Regions from separate parts of the Hordeum vulgare genome. Here all the other regions are linked to region 3. The links are chromatin contacts, called in public Hi-C maps. All regions are on one chromosome and are shown on one strand. Each heading gives the region's core, a stretch centred on a gene start, on an enhancer-like site or on the middle of the called end of the contact. The rest is flanking DNA. Distances are from core to core; before and after follow the strand shown.

Region 1 (4,372 bases), core at 1,322-3,821, 740 kb after region 3:
TGACAGGGGAATGGGAGGAGATCGACTGCTCACCCACTCGCCGAGGAGGACGCGCTTGACGGAGAGGAAGAAGGGGTCAACGAGGAAGAAGACGTTGCGGAAGCAGTCGTCGGAGCAGAGGAGGAAGAAGGGGTCGTCGTTGACGTCGAGGAAGCAGAGGCGATCGACGTCTCCTAGCTGTGGGAACGGACTCCCCTGGTACTCTGCGTGCTCCTGGATCGATTGGAGAGGAAGAAAATGAACTGCATGGATGGCGGCGACCTCAGCAGGGGTCGGCCATGGCGGAGGAGGAGCTCGGACCGCCTCCTAGCGACGCCAGGGAGAGGGAGGAGGAAGATGGAAAGGAGGTGGCAGCGGCTAGGAGGAACCCTAAAGGCCCAGACGTCGAGGGGCTTTATAGGAGGAGGAGGAGGAGAGGGACGCGCTGTCGGTGCCCATGTGCGTCAAGGAGGAGCATCGGTGAAAAGGGGAATGAGAGAGAGAGGCTGACGCGTGGGGTCGGTGCCTCGCTAGAAAGGAGGAGGATGACGGACACGGGAGTTGGGCTGACTAGCGAGAGGAGAGGGGAGATGGGCCAGCGAGGGGGAGGAAGCCCACTTAGTGGCGCCAGATAGAAGAGAAGAAAACCCTCTGGGTTTTTTATTAAAACAAAATCACAACAGAAAATAAACTCCTAGTTAAATCTAGGCTTGAAAAAAAAATGTCCCTGGTCATAAGGGAAATAAGACCTATTTAAATAAAATGAAAAGAGGATTTTTGGAGCAAAGAAATATTTACAAAACAGAATTATATAATCTGTTTTGTGAATAAATACCCCTCTGAAGATAAGTTTTAAAATCCCTAGACATAGCACCACATCCACGAGGAAATACTCTAAATGGACTACATTTTTCAAACAGGGTTAAAGCAAGTAAAACTTGAACTTAAGGAAAAATAAGAAGAAAAGGTTTAGTTGAAACCTAGCTTTTGGCTAAAAGAGCAAAGTTGGAACCCAAGCTTTCCTCATCACTTCACACACCACATACTCATCACAAACACACATAAAGATCAACACCACAACACACAAACAAGGTATGTATGCTATGGATGCATAAATGCAAAGGGGAAGACAAGGGAAGACCACATGAAATAACACATGAAATGATAACACCATAGAATGACATCATGGATCCAAACATGGCAAGGTCCAAATATGGCAATGTTGCACTTGGGGCATTACAGAGGAGACGATCGAACTGAGATCGATGCACCTCGCCTCAGAAGTGTACTCGATGTATCGAACTCCTATTTGGTGCCCTCGTCGCTAGTTATAGGCTTACCCACAAACTGGTGCACTCGCTCTCTCCGTTTTGGCCTTGACCCTTTTAACTTTCTTTTTCATTTTATTAAAATTCAAAAATAATGCACGAGTTAAGATTCAAAATCCAAACCTCATGTTTTATTTCCAACGGGGGGAGTAACCACCCGGTACATATCACTTGTTGTGCCTACTTCTACTTTTTTCTCTTTTTGTTGTGCACATTATCGGTTCACTTACCCAATGTTTTCTCGGTCTTTTTTGATTTAGTTTTTTCATTTTGTTTTTTTCACGATTTTTTTTAATTTGTTCGTTTTTTTACTTGTGAACTTTTTTAAAATTCGTGAACCATTTTTCCAATCCGCAAACCTTTTGCAAATTCCTGAACTTTTCCAAACTTGTACTTTTTAATTCTTACAAACATTTTAAAATTTGAATGCAGAAAAGACTCACACACATTTTAAAATTCGAATGCAGAAACAATTTTCAAGTTCACAAACATTTTTTCAAACTCGTTGACTTTTTAAATATTCACGAACATTTTAAAATCCAAATACAGAAACAATTTTCAAGTTCACAAACATTTTTTCAAACTCGTGAACTTTTTTCAATTTTGTGATTTTTTTGCAAATCCGTGATATGTTTTCTAAAATTCACTGACCTCCTCCAAATTCTGTGAAGTTTTTTCCTATTTATGAACCTATTTACCTTTTTTGTGATATTTTTCATTTTTGTGAACTTCTTTCAAATAACGAACCTTTTCAAGTTTTGCATTTTTTTCAGTTCTTTGATGTTTTTCATGTTCATGAACTTTTTGAAATCAATGACTTTTTTTTTCAAAATCGATAAACATTTTTCATAGCCACAAACTTTTTTTCAAAATCTGTGAACTTTTTTCATTTTTCATAAACTGCTATAAAAATTTGTTTTTCTAAATTCATGTACTTTTTCAAATTTCACAAACTTTTTCTTAATTTCGTAATATTTTATACCTTTTCATGTACTTTATCGAATTCATATTTTTTTCTCAACGTCACGAAATAATACAATATACTCCCTCCGTCCTAAAATAAATGTCTTAAGCTTAGTATAAATTTATACTAGAACTAGTACAAAGTTGAGACAGTTATTTTAGAACGGAGAAAGTACTATATTACCTACTAAGCAGGCTCTTCTCCGGTGTAATTCCAGTGGTAAGCGATGGACCCCTCCTGGTTGAGACGTGTTTGCCCATTTTTCTTTTTTCCTTTGTTTTTATTATTTCATCTGACTCGGAGATATTACCGTTAGAGGCCATCAAAATATCTCCAGCTGGGCCCCATTATCCACTGTCAATCTTTCGTTCTTTCCTTATTCTTCAGGCGTACAGAGAAAAAACAGAGCACGCCATCCGCCGCCGCCTCCGGCACATCCCTCACAGGCGAGCATCACCCGTTCGTCGCCGACATCCCTCGCTGTCCGTCGTGGACGAACCATCTCTCAGCTGCCCCCCCCCCCCCCCCCCCCCCGATGTGGTGTGTCGCTGCTTTCCTGGAGATGGCCGAGAGGCGACAGTCACCGGAAGTCGGACCGTACGTGGAAGCAGCTGCCCTACCGGCGGTGCACCCACGAGGTCTGCGTCTTAGGGCCCCATCCGTTGTACTGCGCCAGTGGCCGTCTCTCGCGAAACCCGTCAAGTCTTGTGCAGGGGTCGCCCCCGGCGTCCACATACAAGAACACATCATACAGGTCTGCGGTAATGGGCTAATGGCAGACTTGAAGTCCAGCAGGATCCGTTTCCAAAGCCTATTGTGGTGATGCATCGGAGGGTTTCTTCCATGGCGCTCGAGCAGACACAACAAGTGGCAGCTTAGGTGGCGAACAAGCCGAGTTGAGGACTTGAGGTGCGTGAAGTTTTTCTGTGGCTTTATTTGTGTTCATCTCATGCCCCCCTGCTCTTGCTCTTTGGTATAATGCTGAAAATCAGTGCACTCTAATTTAACTTACCAACATGAATGCTATTTCAAAATTTCTCTAAATTTGGTGAATTTCGTTCTGTGTTTCTGTGTTTCTAAGATTCTCCAGGGTATGTTGGTGTGTATCGCAGGAAATAGCAGTTTCGTATTTCATTAATGCTCTGATCAAAATTAGGTGCAACCAAGATGGGTTTCCCCAGTGGATAATAGATTGCAGTTTCCTGGTATCATCTAGAATGCTTTTGTTTAGAATGTTCTGATCTAGAGTAGTTCAACAATCTATTTAAGAAGCTGGAGTTGAGGAATTATTGACCACATTTGCAAAACTAGATGATTATATGTGCACGCTTATGTTTTAGTGGATAGTAGATTGCAGTTTCCTGGTATCATCTAGAATGCTTTTGTTTAGAATGTTCTGATCTAGAGTAGTTCAACAATCTATTTAAGAAGCTGGAGTTGAGGAATTATTGACCACATTTGCAAAACTAGATGATTATATGTGCACGCTTATGTTTTAGTTTTGTAATAACAATATATATGGCAAGGCAAGATCCGCTGTTTTTTGCTTTGCATTTTTAAATTCCTCTTTTTTGGCACACTAGGCTGTATGCATCCACTCTTTTGTGAACCTGAGCTTAGTTTTACAGGTCTAAAATCATGAAAGGCTCAGTGAGACAGCATGTAGAAGTCTGTAACTTAATATGGGCTAAAGGGAACTCAGGAGGTACAAAATAACTTGGCTAATTTTCCTTGCTACATTCTGGGCATGTCTATAGTTATTGGATTAGCTTATATGTTTTTATAAGCATTAGGTTGGACCTGGCTGACTGTTTTCCGTCTGTTCACATATTTTAGTCTGACAAAACAACATAGATGCAATAATGATCAATAGGCTTTTCCTAATTGAACTTTCTTTCTTCCTTCGACTTCATTGGCTGTTCTCGAGTCCATGTGGTAGGTATATATAATGTGGATTTTTGGAACCTATGTCAGGAGTGCATGGCTTTAGTATTGAAATATAGCTTTAGAGGTAACTCCACCATTCACTTGATATGTTAGCTCTTCTCCCTAAAAATAATATTTTTTGGATGGATGGATCTTCTAATCTCATGATCCCTTT
Region 2 (4,383 bases), core at 846-3,345, 520 kb before region 3:
TTATGTAGTTTGCTGATGTGTCAGTCCACTGAAGTGGATAAGTTGTCCAGGTTGTCCGCTTCGTAGCATCTGAGTCAGCACGAACCATCTGAAACGGGACCGACGTTGTAAAAGTTTGAGTGGGTTCTCTAGTTCAGGGTTAAAAAATAGTTTAGGAGTTGAAAGTTGCAATGTTAACATTGGTGGGAGTTGAATGCCAAAACTGAGAAAAGCAATATTTGATTACCAAATTTGGAAACAAAAAAGGCACCACGGCTATATAAACAGCTAAACGCAGGATATCAATAAGATATTGCTTCATTGAAACAGAAAACATACAAACTAGCTTATATATCTTACTGCAGCTATTATCATGTTACCGCAAAGGTAAGTTGAATATAGAGCAAGGTCTCCATGAATGCGTGACTAACGTAAATGAGAAGTCCATTTCTCTTTCGGGGGTGGGGGGTTGCACGAGTAATGCTTGCTCTCATTAAGACACACGTCTGGATAATATACAGGTATACTCGTATATGGCTATATTATTCCTAGAACCAGGGCTCCCCCAATGCATGCCCGCAAAGTATAGAGCAGCACCAACTATGCACAAGCACAACCAACAGAGACTAGCACCAGTAATCACAGCACTTATTAAACACCAAAACATACCAACTTGGCCGTAGCATAACAAAACCTCAAAAGACAGAGCACGGCCCTATAGTCCACTCAAAGTAATACACCGGAATCAGCAAAGGACATGGTCAATTCCATCTGGCATAATCCTCGTGCATACAACCACTCAAGGACATCGAATTCCTCTGAGCCACACGAAACTGATGAGCAATGAATGTCAGAATGTTGACAGTGGTATTTACCCAAAAATCCAAACCTGGCTCTAAAATCTAACCAGGATTCCCGCAAATACCTACCTGGAGCCAGTACACACTCTTATAACCTCAGAACATAAAAGGTGCAAACTGCTGCGCTAGCATTCGATCTCCCAGCAGCCCATTATCATCCCAATTCAGACTTCCCAACAAATCTACACCAAAACCTTCGGAAATTCGCAGTAACCAGACAGCTAAACAGTCTGGAAGGCACAGAACCCGAAATGCGCCTACACCGATATTAGCTAGAATCATCGTCATGAGCGCTACCAAAAACCGTAAACCTTAGGTCCTTGGCAAGGACGGGGAAACCCAGGCGGAATAAGCCCTAGGCAGAAGCAAGTGCGTCCGAGATTCGGCTCACCGGAGATCCATAGGCGCCCTCGAGGCGCCTGGCGAAGTCCTCGGCGGCGGCGGCCTGGCGCTGCATGGCCGCCCTGCACGCCTCGTCCTCGCCCTCCTCCGGCAGCTCGAGCGGCGGCACCTCCACCTGCACCGTGCCGGGCTCTAGGCCATCCCCGGCCCCCGCCGGCCTCAGCAGCCACGGATCGGCGAGGAAGCCCTCGAGCGCCGCCGCAGCGCCCGCCCATGCCCCCGCCCTGTTACTGGCCCTCGCGGCGCCGAACCCTAGCTCGCAGTCGCACACCCTCCGGCTGCACAAAGGAAGGAAGAGAAGCCGTCAGCGCGCGAGAGGAAGGGGGGGCGGGCGGTGAAGAGAACGAGAGATACCGAGGCCGAGAGGGGGAGGGGGGAGGGGGAGGAGGAAGAGGGGTGTAACGTAAAGGGATGATACCAAGTGATGGGGCACGCGACGTGAAACGCCATGGGAGGCGGGCGGGGCGAGATGGGGTGCTCGCTCGCTCGCCAGTCGCCACGGCCACCAGAGCCCGGAACCAGATGGGTTCGTTTGGTGGGGTGGGTGGCCGATTCAAACCGATTTGGGTGAGGATTCGAAAACTTTGGGGGAGATTTCTCTTAATTTCGTTTGGACTGCGGAGGGGGGGAGAGAGAGCTCCTTCCCCTTGGGACGGGGGAGCACGGGCACGGCGGGGATGGGTGGGAGCTCTTGCGCCTAGGTCCCTCGGGGCTGGGGGTTTTGTACCCACAGCCTTTTCCTACGTGGGCCTGCGATGGGCCTCCCAGTACCAGGCCTGAGAAGAAGGCAGGCATCCTCCTCCTTCCAGAGAGATTGATTATATGAGTCAGGCCCGTTAGTTCCAAGTGAAAGACAAAAAAAATTCTCCCTAAGAAAATATTGCGAGGCCATGCTCTCCCGCCGGCTAGCGGCCGCCACCGGCTACGCGAGGCTGCTCTCCGCCTCCGCCCCGGCGGCGTCAACGGGAGGAGCTGGAGGGTCGATCTCCGTGGGGGGCGGGGACACGCTGGGGAAGCGCCTGCTGAAGCTCATCTACCCGAAGCGGAGCGCGGTGGTGGTGCTGCGCCGGTGGGCGGAGGAAGGCCGCGCGGTGCACAAGTACCAGCTCAACCGCGTCGTCCGCGAGCTCCGCAAGTACCGTCGCTTCAAGCACGCCCTCGAGGTACGCGACATTGCCGCGCCGACGCCGACGCGTTGCACCTAGCTACCAGCGCGCGCCCGCCCGCCCGCCACCTGTTCGCCGTATTGCCTGTCGACCTGACCCCGCCCCGCCCCGCCCGAATGCAGATTTGCGAGTGGATGAGGACGCAGCCGGAGATCAGGCTGCTGCCAGGGGACCACGCCGTGCACCTCGACCTCGTCGCCAAGGTGCGGGGCCTGGCTAGCGCCGAGAAGTTCTTCGAGGACGTCCCCGAGCGAGCCAAGGGGCCGTCCACCTGCAACTCCCTCCTGCACGCCTACGTGCAGCACGGCGCACGCGACAAGGCCGAGGCCATGCTCAAGGAGATGGCCGACGCAGGGTATCTCACGTGCGCGCTCCCATTCAATCACATGATGTCGCTCTACATGTCGGTCGGTGAGCTGGAGAAGGTGCCCGAGATGATCAAGGAGCTCAGGAGGTACACCATCCCAGACCTGGTCACGTACAACATATGGCTCACCTACTGCTCCAGGAAGAACAGCGTGAAAAGCGCCGAGAAGGTCTTTGATCTCATGAAAGATGACAGGGTGGTCCCTGACTGGATGACCTTCAGCCTGCTGGCTAGCATTTACATCAATGCCGGTCTTCATGTCAAAGGCCGGGATGCGCTTGTGGAGATGGAAAAGAGGGCCTCCAGAAAGGAGCGAGCCGCCTACTCGTCACTTCTCACCATGTACGCAAGCCTGTCAGACAGAGGTAACTTGGACAGGGTGTGGAGCAAGATGAGGCAAACCTTCAGGAAGTTCAGCGACGCCGAGTACAAGTGCATGCTTACTTCGCTTACAAGGTTTGGCGATATTGCGGCAGCAGAGTTTGTTTACGGCGAATGGGAGTCACAGTCAGGAACAAAAGATTCAAGGATCCCGAACACCATCCTTTCATTTTACATCAAGAATGGCGAGATGGAGAAGGCAGAGAGTTTTCTTCAATACATTGTGCAGAAAGGAGTCAAACCCAGCTATAGCACCTGGGAGTTATTCGTTTGGGGTTATCTTGGCAATGACGAGAGGACGGACAAAGTTATGGAGTGCCTTAAGAAAGCACTCTCAAGCTTGGAGAAATGGGAGCCAAACCCGCAACTTGTCGCCGCTCTTTTTTCGCAGATTGAGAAGAAAGGTGACATTGAAGCTGCAGAGGAGCTCCTCGTTGTGCTCCGAGGAGCAGGCTATGTGACAACTGAGATATATAACTTGGTCCTGCGCACGTACGCTAAAGCTGAGATGATGCCTCTGATAATAGATGAACGAATGGACCAGGATAAGGTCTCAATGGATGACGAGACTAGGAGATTGTTGAAATCGACTAGCAAGTACCCAATTGGTGAAGTTTCAACTTTAATGTCTTGAGATGTACTTCCTCCGTCCCACAGTGTAAGATGTTTTTGCAAGTTGTTTTAGCTTGCAAAAACGTCTTACATTATGAGACGGAGGGAGTAATAGGCTGTGTTAGTTTGGATGCTCCAGGATGTAATGTTTGTTGATATGAGGTCACTGTCACAGTTCTTTTGGATTTAAAAATCTGAAGCAGAATGATGGCAGAGATAAATCTGAAGCACGTTCTTGGAATTGAATAATTAACAGTCTCTGTGTACCATCCTTCATTCATCGCAAAGTAGCAAACACAGCAAGATTAATTATGTATCTTGTTGAATTGTGCATAAGTTGTGTATCTGTATAAAGTGGAAACCCTGATTTAACTGTGAGCAGTACCTTGACATTCAAGTGTAAAGAACTAAATTTGTTCATTTCTGTGCTTGCAATACCCTCTGGGTTTTGTGTATCAAGAGCAAAAATTGTGCAAGTCTGGATAGCTTCATAGGTCACAAGGATCAATAAGAGGGGGTTGCTAAACGCAGCCTCAAGCTTCCATAATTGCAGAAAAATCAACAGGGAATCATTCATGCTCGATTAAATCGGTGAATGTACGAACTGCTTCTTTCA
Region 3 (4,009 bases), core at 1,005-3,504:
TGCCAAAACGTCTTACATTTGAGAACAGAGGGTGTACCTTGCTTTGTTAGTGCTGAACTAACTATAAGCATTTTGATCTGATGCGAAGCACCCTCCTAGCTTCTGTTGCACACAGTATTTATAAAATCGTGTTTGCTATTTGTAAGTCGCCTGAAACAATTCGGCACGTGGAAGTGCAGCCCCGAGCCTGAGACAGAGACGTCCGGTTGGCCGTGGTATCGCCGGTGTGGCAGTGGCTTTGTGGAGGAGGTGGTTTGGGCAAGCTGGGGCGGCGAGGCACACGCGGCAGTGTGTGTGGGTGGGGATCGGGGAGGGGGTTAGGCCTGTGCAGGCCTCTGGCTTCCCTCTAGAGTAATTAGTTGATGCCTAGTTGCCCAAACCAGGCATTTGATCCACAATATAATTTATGCTAGACTAACATTACAAAAGATTTGTTCCACAAATAGACATTTGATCTGTATATCCAAACATATGAATTGTACTTGAATTACCGTATTATTGCTAATCGGTTACGAGACCCCTGTGCGGACCATCAATACAAGATACTCTTTGATAACATTGCTCTCCTTTGGCAGGCCTCTTCTGGAGACTACATACTATGGAATACCTTAGGAAAATGTCCTTCTGCAGCTTTGCCAAAAGAATTATGATTGCCAGTGTTCAATCGCCAGGCACGGTCCTCAACGGTTTTTTGGTCCCACCACAGAGCTGTGCTGGAAGTTTTCTCTTAGTTCTTATAATTAAGGAAATAGTGTTTCAAGTGGGAAACAACAAATCTGTACATCATTTTTGTCAGACAAGTTTGGTATGCTGAGCTTAGATTTCATGGCTCTATGCGATCTCGAATCCATGGTCTTCTCTTCTTAGCAATAATAAATTTTCTACAACACTGGGATTCTTTCCATTGTATCCAAATTTGATGCTCGTTGTAATGCTATTTCGATGATCACCGCTTAAATTCATGGTGCGTTGAGAAACTGGAGACGTGCCAAGCATGATCCAGATTTCTTTCTTTGTTCCGTTTAAATATGTTACTCTAGTATAAAGGTTTTCTTCCATTTACTGGTACGTACTCCCTTTGTTCCTAAATATAAGTCCTTGTAGATGTTTCACTAGAAGACTATATACGGATGTATATAGACATCATTTAGAGTATAGATACATCCATTTTGCTCTGTATGTAGTCCATAGTGAAATCTCAAAAAAGACTTATATTTAGGAACTGAGGGAGTAGTATGTATAATGGGGTGCAGCATCTCTTTTAGGTTCAGTGAATCGAGACACTAATCTGTTGATCATGTCATGCATGATGCCATAGCAAGACATCAAAAGAAAGATTTTATCGACCATGAAAAACACTCAAATGGCAAAACGAACAGGTCCGGTTAAATTCCACTAAAGTGAAAAAAAAGAGCGACCCTAATCACGATGGCCAAATTCTCCTTTTTTAGCGATTTTTATTAAAAAATATATATATTATATTGTATGAGAATACATGCAAGAGGAACACCCTTATCATTTGAGCGAAGTGTAAGCAGAAAAATTAAATATGGAGTGAGGATAAAGAGACCCATCTATCTACAAATTCTATTTGTTCAATAGACCTTTGTCAATGGAAATACAATGGTAAGAAAACAAATTAGATAGAAAAAGTAAATAAAATAGGGGCTTATGTTGGATTGGCACGATATAAATCCAAATAGGATTAAGAAAGAGGTAAATTGTGTCTAAATAATTAGACAACGAGCCGAATATTCGGGATTGTCTTGACAAGCTAGTCTAACAAAAAGCTACATGGTACTAATCACGAATATCGAGTCGAGATGATAACTTTCAACAAAAAGGATTAGGTCAATTATCCCTTTTCCAGTTTATAAACCTCTTCTAAAAAGGTGACATGGGTATCTTTCTAAAAGCATCTTCCAGTTTCATCTGAACCACAAATTGGAGGTGAGGAAAGTAGTATAGCACACCACCGTTCTTTTATTTTTATTCTTATATAGTCTACTCCTATATAGCACTCCACTGTTGAGGAGTAGAATGGTTTGGATTCGCTTAATCCATCATCAGTTTTTCAGCTGGAAGAATTTTTTGTTTTTAATGTTTGAGGCTGCTGCCCAAGCAGAGAAAGTGACCGGCACACTTTACTGAGATGTTTGTTTCCGGCAGAAAGCTCCGTTAATTGGACGCTGTAATCCGTTGCCTCCGGGTTCCGACTTGCTATCGATCGATACCACCCACGACCCCCAGTAATTAAACAGTTGCGTTACCTACCTCCTCCTCCTTCGCCGCCGCCCACAATTCCCTCCACATTGACCAGTGCCGCCCGCCGCGTCCCCCATCCGGCACCGGCGCCACCTGATCCCCTTCCAGCCCTCCCTTGCCTCCCCTCGATCCTCTCTTCTTTGTCCAGCGCCACCGCATCCGCGCCATGCCAGCCTCTTTGGTCGCGGCCCCATCGCCTGGTATCCATCGTTGCAGTCCCTGGTCGTCAGCCCCGTTTGCTGCCGCCCCAACTCGTCTACATCGCCAGACAGTACGCTGGGTAACTATTTCCATTACACAGCTGAACCAAAAGAGATTTGATTTTCTCAATACCGAGCTGTCACACCCTGTAATTTGATTCCCTTTACGTTAACATTAGTATCTTAGACCAAACCTGACCCTGCCGCCCCCTCCATTTCCCTAGAAATCGCAGACCCCACCACACGCCAATAACATAAGCTTCAAATTGAGAATATACCACCTCAAACTACGCAGAAATTCTGCACCCGCCCGAACGCCCAGCGCCCACCACTGCCGGCGATGAGCACCGCCGAGGGAAAGCCGGACGCCGCTGCGGTGGAGGAAATGGCGCGGGACGCGGCGGCGTGGTGCGCGATGCACGGGCTCGTCGTCGGGGACCGCGCGGACCCGGTAAGGTTCTCTCGCCTCCTCGTCCTCGGTTCAAACTTCCATGGAAATCAGCATCTTCTTGGATCCGCCGGCCAAGCTCAGGACCGCAGTCTTTGAACGAGCAATCTTTGGATGAGCCTTGATGCGACGAGCAGAGCTCGGAGTATCTATCGTCCATGACCAAACATTCATCGTTGCTGCCTGCCCTCTTGCAGAGATCAGGAACAGTTCCTGGGGTTGGGCTGGTCCACGCTCCAATCTCCCTGCTCCCGTCGCGTCTCCCGGAGTCCTTCTGGAGGCAGGCGTGCGAGCTGGCTCCGCTTTTCAACGAGCTCGTGGATCGTGTTAGCTTGGATGGGGATTTCTTGCAGGATTCCTTGTCCAAGTGAGTGCTGTTGCCATGTTAACCTCTGCATGATTTTTGTTCACAGCTCTGCCTGCAAGTTGACCACGATAAAAAAAGATTATGTCAATTATTCTTAGATTTGCCTTGACCTTTTTTAGAGGCTACTACTCCCTCCGTTCCTAAATATAAGACCTTTTAGAGATTGTACTATAAACTACATACGGATGTACATAGACATATTTTAGAGTATAAATTCACTCATTTTGCTTCGTATGTAGTCTTCTAGTGAAATCTCTAAAAGGTCTTATATTTTGGAACGGAGGGAGTATATATCAACGAATCAGATTGTTGACAATTTGGTGAGGATTTTAATGGAACTCTTGGGCTGATAGCCTGATACAGTCATACTTGTACTTTCAGAACAAGGCAGGTTGATGATTTCACTTCTAGGCTCTTAGATATTCACAGGAAGATGATGGATGCAAACAAGGAGGAGGTTATTCATCTCACCTCTACTATTCACTCAACTTTTATACCTCAACATTAATAGATCCGTCTAGTCTCTTGGTCCCTATCTTGGTTGATGTCCTAACTGTATGGTACTGACAAATGCTATTTTTTTACCAGAATATTCGACTGGGGTTGCACCGATCAGATTATATGCTGGACTCAGAAACCAATTCTCTTCTCCAAATAGAGCTCAACACTATTTCCGTATCTTTTCCTGGGCTTTGTTCTCCAGTGGCTGAGCTTCATAGGTAAAGTCAG

The links. A called contact is a pair of places that touch in the nucleus more often than the background predicts.
Region 1: a contact with region 3 is called in a Hi-C map of leaf, with 7 times the contacts expected there. The contact joins the enhancer-like site here to the promoter of LOC123395067 in region 3. A contact is called at or near these places in 4 of 6 Hi-C or Micro-C datasets (leaf and seedling).
Region 2: a Hi-C map of leaf shows a contact between it and region 3, with 4 times the contacts expected there. The contact joins the promoter of LOC123452472 here to the promoter of LOC123395067 in region 3. A contact is called at or near these places in 4 of 6 Hi-C or Micro-C datasets (leaf and seedling) and 1 of 1 datasets of contacts at active chromatin or transcription factors (embryo).

What each region holds. Positions count from the first base shown.
Region 1 is chr5H:136,031,925-136,036,296 of MorexV3_pseudomolecules_assembly, reverse strand. LOC123396419 (far upstream element-binding protein 1-like) reads left to right here. Exons shown (of 8, transcript XM_045091358.1): 3 at 2,659-2,753. Among protein-coding and RNA genes, the nearest start is that of LOC123396418, 23 kb to the right of the region's middle. Within about 2 kb of position 2,571, at least 1 of the 3 cell types and tissues checked has open chromatin away from gene starts, as enhancers often do. A contact at or near this core is called in leaf, where this site is marked.
Region 2 is chr5H:137,291,261-137,295,643 of MorexV3_pseudomolecules_assembly, reverse strand. It overlaps LOC123452472 (pentatricopeptide repeat-containing protein At4g02820, mitochondrial), which reads left to right and starts at 2,095. Exons shown (of 2, transcript XM_045129123.1): 1 at 2,095-2,404; 2 at 2,530-4,139. The coding sequence starts at 2,132. The coding sequence ends at 3,789. It overlaps LOC123399936, which reads right to left and starts at 1,934. Exons shown (of 12, transcript XM_045094327.1): 1 at 1,660-1,934; 2 at 1,231-1,519. The coding sequence starts at 1,691. LOC123452473 reads right to left here. Exons shown (of 5, transcript XM_045129124.1): 5 at 4,351-4,383.
Region 3 is chr5H:136,769,894-136,773,902 of MorexV3_pseudomolecules_assembly, reverse strand. LOC123395067 (glutathione synthetase, chloroplastic-like) reads left to right here and starts at 2,254. Exons shown (of 14, transcript XM_045089995.1): 1 at 2,254-2,545; 2 at 2,761-2,916; 3 at 3,111-3,280; 4 at 3,662-3,737; 5 at 3,869-3,999. The coding sequence starts at 2,432. LOC123395952 (AP-5 complex subunit mu) reads left to right here. Exons shown (of 8, transcript XM_045090975.1): 8 at 576-1,027. The coding sequence ends at 650.